2 separate regions of the Macaca mulatta genome follow, and region 1 is linked to region 2. A link is a contact called in public Hi-C data. All regions are on one chromosome and are shown on one strand. The core of a region is the stretch at or near the end of the contact, and the rest is flanking DNA. Distances in the headings are between cores, read along the strand shown. Region 1 has its middle 150 kb from the start of FRMD4A. Region 2 overlaps FRMD4A (FERM domain containing 4A).

Region 1 (5,853 bases), core at 409-2,908, 380 kb after region 2:
AGTAATTGTCAAGCCTTCCACAGTCATCCCACTCAGGCTAACCATTCCGTAACCCTTAGTGATTTCTGGTTCACAGAGTTCTTTACATTAGAAATTCCAGTGTTTGATCTGAATTCATGTACAGGCAGGTGGAACACAGTGGATCATTCCAGGCACTATCATGGAGTCCTGGCAAAGTTTCAAGCAGATGTTGAATAATTCCAAGTGACTTTAAGGGTTTCACATACTCTATAATAATTGCCCTAAAGAGCCATAGAGCTTTGACTGTACATATTTTATTCTCCTTTTGATTCTATATTGTGTGCAATTTTAGAATTTTGACATCTTACCTCTGTATCTAATCTGTTTCCAAAAATATAGCATGATCAGGAAAGACAATTCTTGAACTAACTCTAGCTATGTGTGGCTGACTATTATCCCCGGATACAAAAGAGTGGGACTCGCCGGACATGATTCCTGTGCTAATTTCAAATGCTCATTCTTTAAAAGATCTGCTTCCATTTCCCCTTAATTGCCCCTTTCATTACATGACCAGATCCTCTCAGAAGACTTCCTTTAGAAAGTTACTTTATGCCACAAATCAGAAGCATTCCTTTAAAAAAGTATCTGAAGTACAGTGTAGGACATGTCTTTGTAGGAGAAATAAGACAAGGTCAGACAGACAAAAGGACACCATCTCTGGGCAGTTAGGTGATTGTAAACTGAAAGCAAATATTAAAGGAAACCATATTGGAGTATTTAGAAAAACTCAAATTAGCACATGAAATAGTTAATCAACTTTTTAAAAGTTACGACTCTCCTTTCTAGGGTTAATTTCCATCCACTCTCTATTCACTGCACAAACATTTGGTAAAAACATAGCTATAATCTTATTTGGATATAAAAAAGGGCTCCAATCAAGCCATCTTCCCTCCCTTCCCCTCCCCTACCTCTCTTCCCTGGCCTCTTCTCCCCTGTCTTGTCCTCTCCTCTTTTCTTCCCCTCCCTTCCTCTCCATCTTCTTTTGATGCTGCAGTTTCTTCAAAATACACTCCTCACAGTCATGAAAAGTCAAGACTTGGCCTGATTTCATGTGGCCTTACCAAAGTGCTCCCTGCAAATTTTGCAGCCACCATGAATCACAAGACACTGAATATGAGGGGAGTTTTTTTTTTTATTGTTTGTGTGTTTGTTTTTTGCCAGCCTCATTCACTGGAAGCAGTGCTCAGAAGATCAGAGGCAATTATGAAGTTTGGAGGATTAAAAATTGAACTAAAAGGACATATTAAAAATATGCACAGAGATGATTGATTATAAAATGATTTCCTTTACTCTCATAGAAGAAACCACTCAATCACCTTCTCTCTCTCTCTTTTTTCTTCTTGCTTTCTTCACCCCTGCCTCTGCAAACATCATTTGCTATGGTTGGAATCCTGAGACCTGTGTCAGGGCCTGCCAGAAGGCCAATTAGAAGTGTATCCATCAGACTCTTTTAGATTGCATTATATATAAAAAGAAGAATAAGCAGTGTGCCCAAGTGAATCCAGCCAAAAGTCAAAGCTGTGCAATGGCCGTGTATCACTGACAATACACTAACTGTGATTAGGGGAGGCCAGCTGCCACCCTGTCTGTTTCTAGGTATGTCAACTGTGGCTGCCCACCCAGGAGACAGAGTATGTTCAGGTGCCCTCTTTGCAACTGCCTTAATTTCAATGCTCATGAACGTTTTCTCACCCTGTTTTGCCATTTCCAGTTAATCTCATGCATATTTATGTGCCAATTATGCAAATCCCAAGACAAAAATGCATTAAGCACCCATGATTTAGACTGGTTAAGTCCATTACATGGCATAATGAAATTATTGCATGATGTCCAATTTACCTCAATGCTTGCTTTAAACTGTCCATAAGTTATTGAGTAACCATAACATGCCAAAATTTAGCTCTAGGAGGCTTCCTTTGTCTACCTATCATGATACCAGGAAATCAGAAACTTCAAGCTAAATCCTCACCAAAGGGAGAAAATATTTCAGAACAGACTTAAGGAGGCATAATGTGATCAAAGTTTAAGTATGGCAACCACGTTGTCACGGATATGTCTTTGGATAAATTAAAAATATCACTGGGTAATTTCAACAACATTTGGACAGAGCAACTTAGGATCTAAAACCAAGCCTTATCAATGGGATTCTCCTCTTGCCAGTCGGGTCTTGTTCCCTGAGTCATGATGATATTGTAGGTCACTGAATTCAAATGCAATTTGAATTTTCAATATGGAAATATCCATTTCCAGCATCAGAAATAAAAAGACTAAAAAAGAATTCACAGAAGCAATTTAAAAACACACGCATACACAAATCCCTTGAAACCTAAAAACTGAAGGGCTTGAATGAGAATCTATTTGCTATGTAGAGATTTTATGTTTAAACTTTGGTAGGAACCAAACCCCACAGTTTCATGTTTATTAGACAATATGATGATCAAGGAACAGGCCATGATGTGAGTGATACTGATAAATATAATACGTGAGCAGCCTGACCCACTGACGTCCATTTCTCCCCCGACTATCACATGTCATTTTAATCAGCTCATAGTGTGATTTACACAGAGCCTGGGTCCTGATTATTTGCATAGGGAACTCCCTTCCAAGTCTATGAGAGTTGTCCTCGCTTGAGGTTAGGAGCTCAGATCCACAGATCTGTTACGCACCGGAAACTGCACAATACTGTGATAGTTTGCAATTTGAAAACCTGGTCAAATGAACAGATTACGATGCCATTCCCCAAAGCATTCAAACCTCATCCTGTCAATCAAGTGAGCTAGGATGCCAGTGTCATTTGCCATTTTCTTTGCTGTGGTAGGGGATCATGAAACAGGACCTGATGTTTCTACGGTACCTTGGATTAAAGTGTACTGCCTGTAAGCAACAGGACTCCAGCTACAAGCCCAGAGAGAAAAAATGGGTCACCAACGGGATCTCAAAGAAGGTCTGCCAGCCCATTGAAGGGCTGGAGTTAGAGCCTTTGTAACAAACGCTCACTTGAGACTATCCTTCTAATGAATGACTCTCAGCCATGGGTGAACATAACAGAGATGGGAAATTCTCGCAAAGGGTGGGGGTGTCTTCGTGCACAAGACCTACTTCTAACATTCCCTGAAAACATCGTGGTCAGGCTCATTAACCAGCAGGGAAAAAAAAAATGTTCAATGACAAAAGAGTCTATTTGTGTCTGAATCATTAAACCGGGCATCAAACAGATGAGGTAAATCAAAGCCTTGTCCTATTAACTTTAACTCTGCTGTGTGCTTAGAGAGCTATTTGCCCCTTGATTTGTTTTGAAATTTCTGGTTAAGAAAAGTAATATTTCTAGCATTATTGAAAACTTTTGACCTATCCATTCAGAGTTATAGGTAAATATAGCAGATATGAAGTAGCACCTTCATCGTCTAAGCTTATAATGGAAAACCCCACGTTCAAAGCATCTCTTGAAAGTGAAAAAACAAACTCCAGTCAAGAAGAACAAGTGCTTAGAGTCTTCAGGAGACTAAAACCAGTTCCCCGTGAACATTTCTAAATGTTAAGGGACCAAGTTCAAGATGTCAGGCTAGAGCAGTGCCCTGAAATCTTTTCTGCAGGTCTGCTAGTTTTCCGAGAACACATTGGCCTCCAGAATGCATTAACCTACTTTCCACAGAGAGGATTCCCTGATCCTCCTGCTCCGAAGAAGAGGAGGAGGAAGAGGAAAGAGGATATTTCAAGCGGGAGCTGGGCACACTCTTTGCCTTAAACGTGTTACTCCTCCTGCTAAACAGCAATACGGTCTGAGACATTGGTACTTCCTGCAAACGAACAGCTCCGAGGGCTGCACGGCTCCAAAGCAAGAGTGATTGGAAATCCTGCTAAAATATGGCTGTCTAATCAACCGAGAGGCGAACTCATTTACTGAGGTTCCCATTGTCCACGCTGACAGATGGCTCGCTCCCCTCGGCTCTCCCCTTCCCCTCAGATCGCGCTGCCGTGCAGGCAAGCCTATTCTTTGAGAGATCCAGTTGCAATCGCCAGCCTAGTTCTGAAATAAGACAAAAGCTCCGTGAGCCTCCTCCCATGCACAGAGCCTTTTCTGTCCCTCCAAGCAGAAGGAAAAGAAATCCAGATCCACTCCCCTTACCTTCGTCCTCATCGGAGACAGGAGCCCTTCCATGGTGGCAGAATCCTCATGCCAGTTTCTGTCTCCTGCAAGTTACTCTCCCTGTGTGCTGTGCTTAAGCATCCCACATGAAAAGAGCCATGTCTGGAGCCGTGGTGGCTCCCCTCTCCGGGTGGCGCCTCTGCACCACCACCCGGCCTAACTTGAATCCCCAGCGCCGGCAAAGCGCCGTTCCTGGAGAAGCCTGCTCCGCTCCTCGCCCTGGTCCCCTCTCTCTTTCTCCTTCTCCCGCGCTCTCTCTCCTCCCTCTCTCTCCTCCCTCTCTCTTTCCATAATCTGCCTACAGCTCTCTGTGTACCCTGCTCACTTGACAAACGATCTCTGTCTTAGGTAACGCGTTTGAGCCAGGAAAAGTGATCTGAACCAACCCACAGGGCAGCTCACCCAGGGCAGGAGGCGAGGGGGGCTGAGCGGGAGCATCCAGCCGCTTTGGGCTCTGTAGCTTGCTCTCTCTAGAGCTGAGAGTACTGTTGCATTTGTTCGTTCGTTCATTCATTTATTCATCATTCATTCCTCTCTTAAGAAGTGGGACCCCCACAAGAATGGATCTAGTCGACACCATTACTGAGCTGCTTTTCTAGTTTGTGTACAGAAAGCTGAAAAAGAAATCCCACTGCGTGGGTACTTCTAAAAACCCATGTTCAGCCCAGTGTGAATTTCACATCTGGATAGTTAACTGGGTTTTTTTGCAGTTTGGCCAGATGTTTAGAGGCATATAACTGTAGCCTCTTTTTAGAGAAAGTTTCAAAAACAGATTTATGGACTCTGTTCCTGAATAGCCGAGAATTAAAAAAATAAGTGTGTATGTGTGTGTGTGTGTGTGTGTGTGTGTGTGTGGACGTGTGCGTGCGGGCATACTGTCCAGGAGTCCACATAAATCAGGACTGACTGTTTCATTCAGCATTGCTGGTCACTTGGAAAAAATAGACAATGAAAGAAAAATGGCAAAGACCGAGGTCAGGGCATAATGCAATTGAAAAGATGAGATTTTCCTGAACTTCTTTAGGCTTGAGGAATTTTCTCTGTGAGAATAATTCAATATCTCTACTTCAACTGGTGACTCCTTAAATGTGACTACACACATCTATGCCATCACCAAGGTGCCAGGACACTTTTGCATCATAAATGCAACACATGTGCACCATATATGAACCTGTCAATGCGATTTAAGGAAGATGTCACATCCCTTGCCCTTCTTTCCATCTGCAGTTCTTGTATTCACAAGACATCCCCCAAGACAGGGTGAGCCACTCTGCCCTCCAGATGGAATCACATGTTGGTCCACTGCCCCTGCCTCTTCCTTCATTGATGATTTTCATCCCTAATTAATATCCTTCTCCCTTCCAGTTCATACATCAGCATTCTAAAGAACTCAGTATCTACACCAACTCTATCACCTCTTGATCACCTCCTTGGTAGTCTCCAGTTCTTTCTTTTCTTTTCTTTCCTTTTCTTTTCTTTTCTTTTCTTTCTCTCTCTCTCTCTTTCTTTCATTTTCTTTTCTTTTTCTTTTTTTTTTGACAAAGTCTCTGTCTGTTGCTCAGGCTGGAGTATGGTGGTACAGTTATGGCTCACTGCAGCCTTGAACTCCCGAGTTCAAGAGATCCTCCCGCCTCAGCCTCCTGAATATCTGGGACTGTAGGCATGCACCACCATGCCCAGCTAAT
Region 2 (5,545 bases), core at 2,341-4,840:
AGAAGAGGCAGAAGATGAGGAAGGTGAAATGAGAAGAAACAAGTACTACGGTTTTCTAGAACAGTGTCATCATCTGATGGCCAGAATCCTCTGGAGGGAGTCAGAGAGCAGTGATGGAGTCCCCAGCTCTGTGTGACTCAGGGCAGTCACATCATCCTGCCAGGCTTCTGTTATTCAGACTGTAAAAGAAGAGGTGGTTCTCTACCTAAGAAGCCCACTGGTTTTCAATATTGGAAACTACCTCCCATTTAAATGACAACAACAGCAGCAAAAACGAGAAACCAACATCATATAAAGCAAACAAAATGATGCCCTTAGCTTCAAGAAGTTCTATTTATTTACAGTAATTCATTTAAAAATGACTTATTCTAATCAACAAAATCACCTGAGGGGCAACAGCTTGGAATTTTCAGCTTCAAATGATACTTTCAGATTCCAGTGGGAAATGGAAGAGGAAGAGAGTTCCTACATTGTAGATACAGGACTTCATGTGTCTTTTCAGAAAGGAAAGCTCAATGGTAGCGTTACCCTTCAGGTATGGTAAAACATAAAAGGATTTATCCATAATTGGTCAGGTGCAGTGGCTCATACCTGTAATCCCAGCACTTTGGGAGGCCGAGGTCGGGGGAATCACCTGAGGTCAGGAGTTCAAAACCAGCCTGGCCAACATGGTGAAATCCCCGTCTCTACTAAAAATACAAAAATTAGCTAGGAGTGGTGGTGGGTGCCTGCAATCCTAGCTACTCGGGAGGCTGAAGTAGGAGAATTGCTTGAATCTAGGAGGGGGAGTTTGCAGTGAACTGAGATGGTGCCACTGCACTCCAGCCTAGACAACAGAGTGAGACTCTATCTCAAAATATATATATATCCTTTACCATCCCTGAAGGATAATGCTACTGTTGGAGAAACACGAAGATAAAAACCCATGTCTATAGGCTACATCAAGCCCATGGCCCACCAGCTTGCAACCTTTTGTCTATACACTAAATAAATAAATAATACTTTCTATCATTTTTCAAATGTGTGCAGAGGCTGCTGTGATGAATACAATTCAAGTTTTTTTAAATTGGTGAGTGAATTCGGAGTAACTTCAGACATAACATTTTCTCAATCCACAGACATCATTAGTACAATTATTATCATCTCAGGTTCTATAAAATTTGGAGGAATTACACAGTGGTCCTCATACTTGTAAAGCCTGAAAATTAATGGACTGGCTGATCTCTGCCCATAACCCCTGCCCCTGCCAAGCACTTGCCCCCTGCTTCTGGAGCAGGTGTCTTAGATCACAGAGGAGACCTCCATGGTCTCAGAGGCACAGTAAAGTTAAACAACTTTTATTCTTTAAGAATGGGGAGCAGAATGGCAGTAGCAAATTTTACATCTCAAAGCAAAATAAATTTGATTTGATTTGATTTTCAAAAAATAAATCTATACGGTAGCTCATGCCTGTAATCCCAGCACTTTGGGAGGCGGAAGCACATGGATCAACTGAGGTGAGGAGTTCGAGACCAGCCTGGCCAAGGTGGTGAAACCCCGTCTCTACTAAAAATACAAAAATTAGCTGGGCATGGTGGCAGACACCTGTAATCCCAGCTACTCGGGAGGCTGAGGCAGGAGAATTGCTTGAACCTGGGAGGTGGAGGTTGCAGTGAGCTAAGATCGCACCGTTGCACTCCAGCCTGGGCAACAAGAGCGAAACTCCGTCTCAAAAATGAATAAATAAATCCACGTCCTTTGCAAAGGGCCTTTGGCAAAGGGTGGTCAGATTAACAAAAGAAACTAAAGGAAGGAAAATAAGGAAAAGGGAGGAAAGGGAGAGAAAGGGGAGGGAAGGAAGAGAGAAAGAAATCCTAATACTGGAATATTAGCAGAGGCCTCCTGAAGTTGATGGCGGCCTTCGTGCTCTAATAATGATTTTGAGTCTAAATTCGTATAAGGTCTGAAATAACTTAATTTTCAAAGTAATGCCATATGTTTCTTAAAAGAATCTCATTTGCTTTAGTTCTTAAAAATTAAAGAGTAAAGCATCCTGCCTCTTCCACCCCAATTTTCTCCTGAATAGTGTATTAAGAAAATATAATGCTTCCCTTTTCGTTTCCACTCTCAAATGATGGAAAACTGAATTCAGGTGGCAAATTCTACATCTCCGCGACTGCCTTCATTTCCACCGAGCTCTATGTTGTCTGGCCATAAAAGGGGCAGAGAAGGTACAGGAAATAACACGCATATTCTGAGATGAAGAAAAAAATCACCTCCTCTCGACAGAAGTGGAAAGCAGTTTCCTGTTAACTTTTATCACCAAGACGACAGCCTGGAAAACCCGGTGAGTTCTGGGCCTGTCATATCATTGTTCTATTAGGGGAGGGTATGGAGCTCATCCCAAACTTTCCCTCCACGCCAGTGAACTGAGTCAAAAATGCCGGCAGAGAAAAAGAGCTCAGACCTCTCCACCCACACGCCCAGAGAGGCACGGTGCACACCAGGGGCACCAGGGACAAGAGCCTTTTGGGAAGATGGGGAGGGCTGATGGCTTGGATTCAAAGTCAAAATTTTCTTCTTCTTCTTCCTTCTTCTTCTCTCTTCTTCTTCCTCCTCTTCTTTCTTCTTCTTCTTCTTCCTTCTTTCTTCTCCTTCTTTCTTCTTCTCCTTCTCCTTCTTTTGAGATGGGGTCTTGCTCTGTCACTCAGGTTGGAGTGCAGTGTGCAACCACAGTTAACTGCAGCCTCGACCTCCTGAGCTCAAGTGACCGTTCTGCCTAAGCCTCCCAAATAGCTGGGACTACAGATATAAGCCACCATGCTGACTAATTTTTTATTTTCTGTCTAGATGGGGTCTCGCTATGTTGCCCAGGCTGGTTTGAACTCCTAAGCTCAAGTAATCGTCCCACCTTACCCTCCCAAAGTACTGGGATTACAGGCCAGCTTCTTCATTTATTTATTTATTTATTTATTTATTTTTTAAATCCAGTGTTTGGCCGGGCATAGTTTTTGGCCGGGCATGCCTGTAATCCCAGCACTTTGGGAGGCTGAGGCAGGCAGATCTGTCTCAAAAAAAAAAAAAAAAAAAAAAAAAAGGTAGGTTCTTTTTCTGATTTTCAGGAGAGCCTCAGCAGTAGGTGGCGATGTTGCATTTCCTTAACTACCAGCGTGGAGCAGGGAGTGCTTCCAAGGTTCACAAAGAACATTCCAGGTCTCTGGGTAACCAGGGAAATGAAGGCTGTTCAGATTCAGAGGGTCTGCATGGACAGTTCCGAGTCTGGCTGTGTACTGACCATGGCTTTGTGATGCTTGGATGTCTGTGGCTTTGCTGGGCCTGGAGGGACTGCTGGTGCCAGCGTTAGCCAATTTCCAGACCCCAAGACTTCCACATGTCACCATGGATCCAGGGTCCACCCCTCCCGCCACCTCTCGGCTCTCACACCCAGGGCCACTATTCCTCCACCCTCACCACCCCAGGGACATGCACCAGACAACCAGGGGCAGCTCCCATGCCACAGAGCCCGCTGAAATTATTTAAACTAGCCAATCCCAAGCCTGCTCTCCCAGCCTTACTTGTTCCTCCCCACAGAAACCACAAAAAATGCTCTTGCCAATTGTTCCCCGGCTCCCCTGCCTCCTGACTAACCCCAGTGCCTCCCACGTGGCCCTGCGTGGCACGGTGTGGCCCCTCCTCCCGGGAACTGAGTGACGATCTTTTCAATGTCTGTCCTCTCCTCATCGGCTGGCCTCGCCACAGCTGAATCATAATCAGACCTACATTTTAAACTGGTTTTTGGGGCACATTTAGCAGGACTGAATCTTGGGGCACATATGTGAGCTGAAAGGAACACTCTAGATGGAGCACAGACCTCGCTAAGAGGTTTCCTGACTCCACAAGCAACCGTCCACCCAAACTAGCTCAGATGATCCAGACCCGAGAATATTTTATCAGAGAGTCTGAAGGAGAAATAAATAGGTGCGCTGTGTTTATGTGTTTGAGCTTATTAAATATTAAACAGCCTCTAAAGCCTCGGGGAGTCCCGTCCCCTTCTTTGACAAGTGAAAGCCTCTGATTGCAACAGACTGAACACTGTCTAGTCAGATGGCAAGGGCCCAGCCAGATGACATCAGCCAGGTCTCTCCTCCATCCCCCCTTCTCTCCCTTTCCCTTCCCCATCCAGCCCTGGGCACTTGGGAATCACTGAATATTTACAGCAAGTGTTAATTAAATGGACCAGTGATTTCATTTTGTAATGAACACAAATGTCACATTTGAAATGCCTACTCTTGGTGGCAAATAAGAGCCATGATAATGAGAGCAATAAACTGTGAGTTTCTGTAGCCAAGCCTCTGATGCTTAGAATCTCAATGCCTCTAAAATCTTAACTGGGACACCTAGCTGAAATATAGCAAGCTCTGGTTAGCAGGAACCTCATTTTAGATCCACGCCATCATTGTTATTGCGAGTGACAGGAAGTAGCAGCTGCTGTCTCCATCGGCCAGAGAAGACACCAAGAATCCGGCCTGTGGACTTGGCTGTAAAATCCTTCCTCCCCGATCAGGCTTCTCCTCTCTTATTTTTTTTGCTGCTTGCTTCAGTTTATTGTCTGTGAAACTCAAAGTTTGAAGAGGCAAATCTAATCTCTGTTTATTTTCTTACAAGGAGTTTAGATGATCAGAGCTACAGTGATACTTGGTAGAAGGATATGTAATTAAAGAATAATCCAGATATGTAGGCTTCATTCTGAGCACAAGGTTGTGCCTATAAAAAGACTACACACACAAACACACACACACACACACACAACACAGACTTCCTTAGGTGTGTATATTTTCCTTATATTTTTTCTTTACCTATTTCTAAAGCTTGCCTGGTGAACAATATCAGAGAGCCATTGTTCCCAAGCCTTCTGGAACTAAACAATGGTTTGCAGTTGAAGGTGCTCCTGGTCATATATGGACCACTGCTGGCTGCTTATAACGTGTGTGTGTGTGTGTGTGTGTGTGTTATGTGGTGAGGGGAGTGAGAAGAGGTGGACAGTTAAGCAGAAGTCACATCATACAAGTCACGCTAAAGATGTCCTCTTCTGAGGATAATGGAAAGCTGAAAAAAAATTATGAGCAAGGATCAGAAGAGAATTCTAGAAAGATGCTCAGTGTCTTCATATAGGGGAGTTTGGAAGGGATCAAGACAACATGCAGAGATGAACAAGGAGATCTTGAGTCCAGGAGAGGTTTATGGAAGCCCTAATTATGATTAGGCTGTGTATGGAGAGTAAGGGATGGATAGGGAGCTGTTTAAGATGCAGGAATAACAGGGAGTAGTGACTGAGGGAACAGGAGGAGGCAGGTGGGAGGGAGCGGTGAGGTCAAGGTTGATTCCCAAGTCTCTGGTTTTGGGGGCCGCATGGGTAGTGGTGCCTATCACAAAGACAAGGAGGTGACACCGAAAGGGGAGCACATTTGGAGGCAGAAAGATGACAATGTCATTAGATTCCAGCTGCATCTGTGCGGAAATGCCAATCAGCGGAGACGGCCTGGAGCTTGGAAGAGAGGTCGGGACT

The links. Hi-C and Micro-C count contacts between places; a contact is called where the count stands out from the background.
Region 1: a contact with region 2 is called in a Hi-C map of fetal cortex germinal zone, with 2.4 times the contacts expected there. The contact joins two enhancer-like sites. A contact is called at or near these places in 2 of 14 Hi-C or Micro-C datasets (fetal cortex germinal zone and fetal cortical plate).

What each region holds. Positions count from the first base shown.
Region 1 is chr9:15,725,908-15,731,760 of T2T-MMU8v2.0, forward strand. No RefSeq gene overlaps it. Among named protein-coding and RNA genes, the nearest start is that of FRMD4A, 150 kb to the left of the region's middle. Within about 2 kb of position 1,659, at least 4 of the 40 cell types and tissues checked have an H3K27ac peak or open chromatin away from gene starts, as enhancers often do. A contact at or near this core is called in fetal cortex germinal zone, where this site is marked.
Region 2 is chr9:15,339,896-15,345,440 of T2T-MMU8v2.0, forward strand. All of the region lies in intron 4 of FRMD4A (FERM domain containing 4A), which reads right to left. Among named protein-coding and RNA genes, the nearest start is that of PRPF18, 210 kb to the left of the region's middle. Within about 2 kb of position 3,591, at least 25 of the 40 cell types and tissues checked have an H3K27ac peak or open chromatin away from gene starts, as enhancers often do. A contact at or near this core is called in fetal cortex germinal zone, where this site is marked.